Linked DNA regions of Mus musculus: region 2 is linked to region 1. The links are chromatin contacts, called in public Hi-C maps. All regions are on one chromosome and are shown on one strand. Each heading gives the region's core, a stretch centred on a gene start, on an enhancer-like site or on the middle of the called end of the contact. The rest is flanking DNA. Distances are from core to core; before and after follow the strand shown.

Evidence for each region. Hi-C and Micro-C count contacts between places; a contact is called where the count stands out from the background.
Region 2: a Hi-C map of the HPC-7 cell line shows a contact between it and region 1, with 2.7 times the contacts expected there. The contact joins the promoter of Mrpl44 here to the promoter of Scg2 in region 1. A contact is called at or near these places in 7 of 39 promoter capture datasets (the HPC-7 cell line, embryonic stem cells, hippocampal neurons and 3 more) and 2 of 484 Hi-C or Micro-C datasets (the HPC-7 cell line and the N1E-115 cell line).

What each region holds. Positions count from the first base shown.
Region 1 is chr1:79,438,423-79,441,412 of GRCm38.p6, reverse strand. It overlaps Scg2 (secretogranin II), which reads left to right and starts at 1,387. Exons shown (of 2, transcript NM_009129.3): 1 at 1,387-1,457.
Region 2 is chr1:79,774,565-79,777,372 of GRCm38.p6, reverse strand. It overlaps Mrpl44 (mitochondrial ribosomal protein L44), which reads right to left and starts at 1,355. Exons shown (of 4, transcript NM_001081210.1): 1 at 1,062-1,355. The coding sequence starts at 1,240. It also overlaps a transcript of Wdfy1 not described here.

The DNA of each region.
Region 1 (2,990 bases), core at 138-2,637:
ATCCACACTTCCTTCTTCTTCCTTCTTCTTGAGTTTTGCAAATGCCACAAAACTTTCAAAGCCTTCTGAATAGCCTTCTCTTTAGTGCTTTCCAATGTATATTAAAATAATCTATCTTTCATCCCCATTGATTAAAGCCTTCTTAAAGCCAGAAAACTATATTCATTTTTTTCTTTTCCCAGTAGTTCACAAACTATCTGGCACCTCATAAGCATCATAACTCAGTTGGTGGGTAGATAAAATTGGAATGTGATTGTTCAGTCAGCAGAGACTTTTAGAGGACCTCATACAACAAGATTCTCTCAGTTCTCAGAAATATATTTCAGTATATACAGGGTTAGAGGACTCACATCTTTAATAAAATAAAGTTAAAAATTTAGACCTGTATAAATTATTAAGGTACCTAATCAAGTTCCACGGCAAAGTACAGCCATGGTTATGAATTATAAATCCAAGAAGCGGTGGGTTAACTCTGACATTGTTCCTTGGATGGTTCTCATTCATTGAAGTTAGTCACCTCAACTTACTCAACCAAAACCTAGAAGTATTTCTGTGGTACTATGTTCTCTTGATGCCAAGAGGGCTCTAGGCATATGAAAATCTCTCAATCTCTCTCCCTCTCTCTCCCCCTTCCACCCCCACTCTCTCTCTTCTAGCAGTAATCCCTCCCTTCCTGGTAGGCAGTATGTTTTTTGGAGCACAGTTTCTTAGCTATCTCTTGCAACACCTGATTTTGCTGAAGATTTGAATGGCCTCATATAGAAGTATCAACAACTTGAGCGTCTGTGAACTCTCATTTTGAACACTGTGCTGAAAGAATTGGAGTTGATTCTCATTAAAAAAAAAATTAAGCATCTCACCTTTTTTGCTCAAACTAAACAGTTTTAAAACAGTTCTGCCTGGAGTCATGATATGAAATACGATCTATCATATTTGCAATGTTCTGTTCAATTGTGGCTGCACCAGGAAATGAGAACGTATTTCTTTATAGGCACAAATAAAAAGATAGTCATTATCTGTAAAATTCTTATGACATGGCAGCAAGCCCAAGAAACCTTTCTAAACAAGGCGTGAAAACGCAGAGATGTCCTTGCAATTAGTCATGTCTATCTGACAGATTTCTTCCTTTCTAAGGGAATTTGTGCTGAACATTTTATTTCGAGCCTCAGAGATAAAAGAAGGGGGAAGAAGCTGTAGTTTTTGCTACATAAGACAGGTGGCGTAAGCATGCAACGCTTTAAAAAAATATCTAAAGTGATTGTTTTCTCTCGGATTCTTTGAAAAAGCTCGCCTGCGCTGGGGTTTGAGGCTGAGCCGGTGACGTCAGCGTGGAATGCGGAGTCAGGCGCCCAGGCTCTCTATAAGCCGAGGAGCTGTCCGGTGCTGAAACGGCCCGAGCCCTCACTCAGCGGCAGAGAGGAGCATGCTTGGAGCCTTCCACATAATATAAGACAGAGGTAAGACTGCTTTCTCTTCTATTTACTGGAAAGTTCTCATTTGAGTGTCCCTCCCTGTTTTCCCAGATGAGAGGAAAAAGACCGTTGGCAAGCTTATATTGATAGAATAACCGGACAACCTGCTGCTTTTTAGGCAAGGATACTCTATACGTGTGTGCCGAAATGAGGGGCTCTGTGATTTACAGGACTTGTCAGAGAATATGCATTAACTATAATGTTACTGAGTAAAACTGTATGCAAGGAGAGCAGAAAAGTTGAGAATTTTAACGTCAACATGCCGATTAATGTAAAGTTAACCAAACCTTATGTTTTGATTCTTTCTCTAATGTGTTCTTTTTCTCCCAAGAGTCAGATATAGAACCAAAAATATAATTTTATATGCTTAATAATCTTAACAGACAGTTTAAAAGGATTCAAATGTCATCAATCATATGAGTCACAGAGGCAAAAAATTTAGATTTGTTTTCTTTCTTTGATATTCACCTTAAGGGAACTCTGAATTAATTATTAATTATTTTATGAACTGGTATATTCCAGAAGGGCTTATGTTATTATGTGCTAATTTTAGTCTTGAGAAAGCAGCTTAGAATAATTTTGAACATTGACATTTTCCCCTTTTCAAAGATGAACTATCACTTTGTGGGAAAGGTTCATGTTACTAGGAATCACAGAGAAATGATAACTTTGAATCCAGGGAAGAAAATATATAGATCGGTATGGACTGTGATTGTAATTTTTATGCGTTGGTTGGAAAAGCTGATATGTTACTTGCTGAAGAGGTTGATTGAAGCAAATTTATTTTTGTTTATCCTAACTAGGTGGGTTGTTTGAATCAGATTTACTCACATGTGTTGATGGTTCAGTGTCAATGTTCCAGCTGATTTCATAGGAAAGATGTTTTTTACTGTAAGGGGCATCAATAATAGCTGTCTGAGGAGACACAATGTTCCTACCATTTAGACTTCAGAAAATTAAATTTTAAATCAAACACTGTGTAAGGTGTTAGAACTATTAAAGCCATCTTCACTGCTTGCAAGAGCAGCTCCTAGAGAAATGAAGTCCTTTGAGTGTTAGAAGCAATAACGGTGTCATCTAAAGTAAACCAGAGTCAGCGACGAGTCGGCCATGCATGTTAGGCTGTGGTTCAAACTGCAATGTGCATTCTTTCTCTAATTCTACAGAAAAACCTCCCTTCAAAGTAGTGGGTTCTCAGATAATCACGTAATCCATATGCTAAGATGTGTTAAGAGTATGTCAAGATAATGATCTTAAAGCAAATGCACTCAATATGGCTTTCAAGATAACATTTAACATGACAGTAGTGAAAGCTGATTGCCAAAGCTAAATCAATCCTGAAGTAATATGAAATATATTATATACATATAGAACCCTTTTTATTTAAACTTCATTATATCACTCACAAGTTTATGGGTACAGTTTCTTGAAGAAAGCATTTGTTTATTTTGGAAATGTTCTGTGTATGCTTAAATAGCCTACTTGGTGGTAATCTTAATCAGCCTATGTATGTAAGCA
Region 2 (2,808 bases), core at 106-2,605, 340 kb before region 1:
CTAATTCAGTGGTAGTGGTAATTGACACAATGGCCTGGTGTGTGCAGGTACACTGTACAGACACACAATTCCAAGAATTAAATGCCTTTTCCTAGAGAAAATTAAATGTCTTTTCCTAGAGAAAAATAATGCCACAATAAAATCCTTTAAAGTTAAAAGAGAGAAGAAAAATAGATCTAAGTTTAAAATCATAAATCTAAATTTGTTTTCTATAGTTTTTTCCAATTTTAACTCATTAATCTTAAAATACCCACCTGTCTATTGGGCAAGGGAATGTAAATTAAGACATGATTCTGAGTCTTGCTTATTAAACCACAATAATTGTGCAATAGAAGGTGTATTCTCACTGGTGTTAGTGTAAAGGGGATTAATATTCTCCTGGAGGGCAATATTAAAATAGTAATCAAAGTCTCAGCTCAGGAATAACTAGCTAACTAGAGACAGTTCCTGCTTCTTTGGTGTTCTAACAATCTAACGGAAGTCAAATGCCAAAGAAACTGTAAGAATGAAGTTGATCTTCGTGTACTTTTGCCCACTAAGACAGAGTATACAGAAAGTGCATGATGCAGGATCGTATATAAGCATGATGCACTTTAGAAAAATCTGTGGGGTTTTTGTTGAGGTTGTTGTTGTTGTTGGCTGTTTTGATTTGTCCGACAACCCCCCCCCCCGCCCCCAGGCAAGAAGATTAATTAGATAAAAAACCTAAACTTTTATCCTCACTCCAGGCAGTGGACATGAAATTCTGTTACACACAGAATTAAATGTTTCTACCCTGGTACGCAATATGGTAGAATTGATGACCCTATTCCTCTTTAAAATACCCAATTGGCCTGAGATTAGGAAGTGACAAAATTGGGTCAATCCCAATCCCAAGCAGTTACCCTCTGGTCGACCCCATTTGCTTATATTCAGCTAGTGAGATTCTGCAGGGGACAGCCCAGCCCCTGTCGCCCAGTTCCTCTGCCCCATGCTGCCTGCAGGAACGTGCCCACCGCAGTTGCCTGCAGCCTGGTGTCCTCGCCGCCACCTTAGCCTCTCCACCCTCCCGAGACGCCTACCGTCGCACTGGCGGCGGCGGGCAGCGTAGCAGGCGCCATCGCTCCAGCTCTTTCTGGAAGCGGAAGGCGGCACGGAATCCCTTCTTCACTCCCCGAACCGGAGGAGCCAGCGTGGGGACGGCCGGAGCCAATAGGCGGCGAGGGCCCTGCTGCAGCAACCGGAATACAGCAGAAGCCATGGCAAGAACAAGGCAATAGGAGGCGGAAGGAAGACAGCCGGAGCGGTGTAGCCCGAACGCGGTTCCCCGGAAACTGGTGCAGCAGCAGAGAGAGGCCTGAACGCTGGAGGACACCGAAGAGGGAGCATGGCTAGTGTACTGCGCGTGCGCAAGTGCTTCTTTCTGCCCATTCTGTAAGTATGGGTGCAGAAATTGTTGAGAAACAGTTGCTTGACCCTATCAGTCTCGCTTGTGTTTATTTCTCATTAAAGCAGAACAAAAACTAGTTTTTAAAGTTCTAAATAAAACACTTAAATTTTCACAAGAAAAACATTTCTTGTTTACATTCAGTCTTAAAAGTTGCAGACCATCATTCCAGCCACTACTGAGGAAATGTTTTCAAAGTTTAAGGCTTCACCCAACCGTTTCCAAAAAGTCTCGCTTACAAAAGCACGTTCAGAAGTGTGTTTAACTTAACCAAAATTAAAGTTTGTATTTTAAAACAACTACTTTCCTCCCACCCTACCCCCCTCCCACAGGGGAAGACTCGGGACCAGGAGGGGTACATAAAAATATTAACAGTGAAATTACAAGTTTTTTTTTTAAAAATCTGTATCAACGTTTGAAGCTTTCCTAACAAAATATGAGTAAAAGACCTGAAGTCAGAAATGGAAGTGTCTCTGCTTCTTTTCCCATAGTTTTTATGGTGAACATCTTTTCCTTGAGAGGCACCTGTATGGTTCTTATACAAGGGAAACAATTCCCCTGCACTCACCCAGTTAGACTCCAGGGTCTTTGTGCCTGCTTTCACAAACAGCTTGTTCATTTTTTTTCTCTTTTTTTATTATTATTATGTATTTTCTTCAATTACATTTACAATGCTATCCCAAAAGTCCCCCCACTCCCTCCCCCCCCCCACTCCCCTACCCACCCATTCCCATTTTTTGGCCCTGGCGTTCCCCTGTACTGGGGCATATAACGTTTGCCTGACCAATGGGCCTCGCTTTCCAGTGATGGCCGACTAGGTCATCTTTTGATGCATATGCAGCTAGAGTCAAGAGCTCTGGGGTACTGGTTAGTTCATAATGTTGTTCCTCTGATAGGGTTGCAGATCTCTTTAGCTCCTTGGATACTTTCTCTAGCTCCTCCATTGGAGGCCCTGTGATCCATCCAATAGCTGACTGTGAGCATCCACTTCTGTGTTTGCTAGGCCCCGGCCTAGTCTCACAAGGGACAGCTATATCAGGGTCCTTTCAGTAAACGCTTGCTAGTGTATGCAATGGTGTCATCGTTTGGAGGCTAATTATGGGATGGATCCCTGGATATGGCAGTCTCTAGATGGTCCATCCTTTTGTCTCAGCTCCAAACTTTGTCTCTGTAACTCCTTCCATGGGTGATTGTTTCCAATTCTAAGAAGGCGCAAAGTGTCCACACTTTGGTCTTCGTTCTTCTTCAGTTTCATGTGTTTTACCAACTTCTTATGCTCGTTTTCTGCTTCTGTAACTCTGCCTATTTGCCTGTCAAATCCTCCATTTGGAAACCCCCTACTCTTGGACGACAAAAAAACCTTATCTTCCCTAGATCTAATG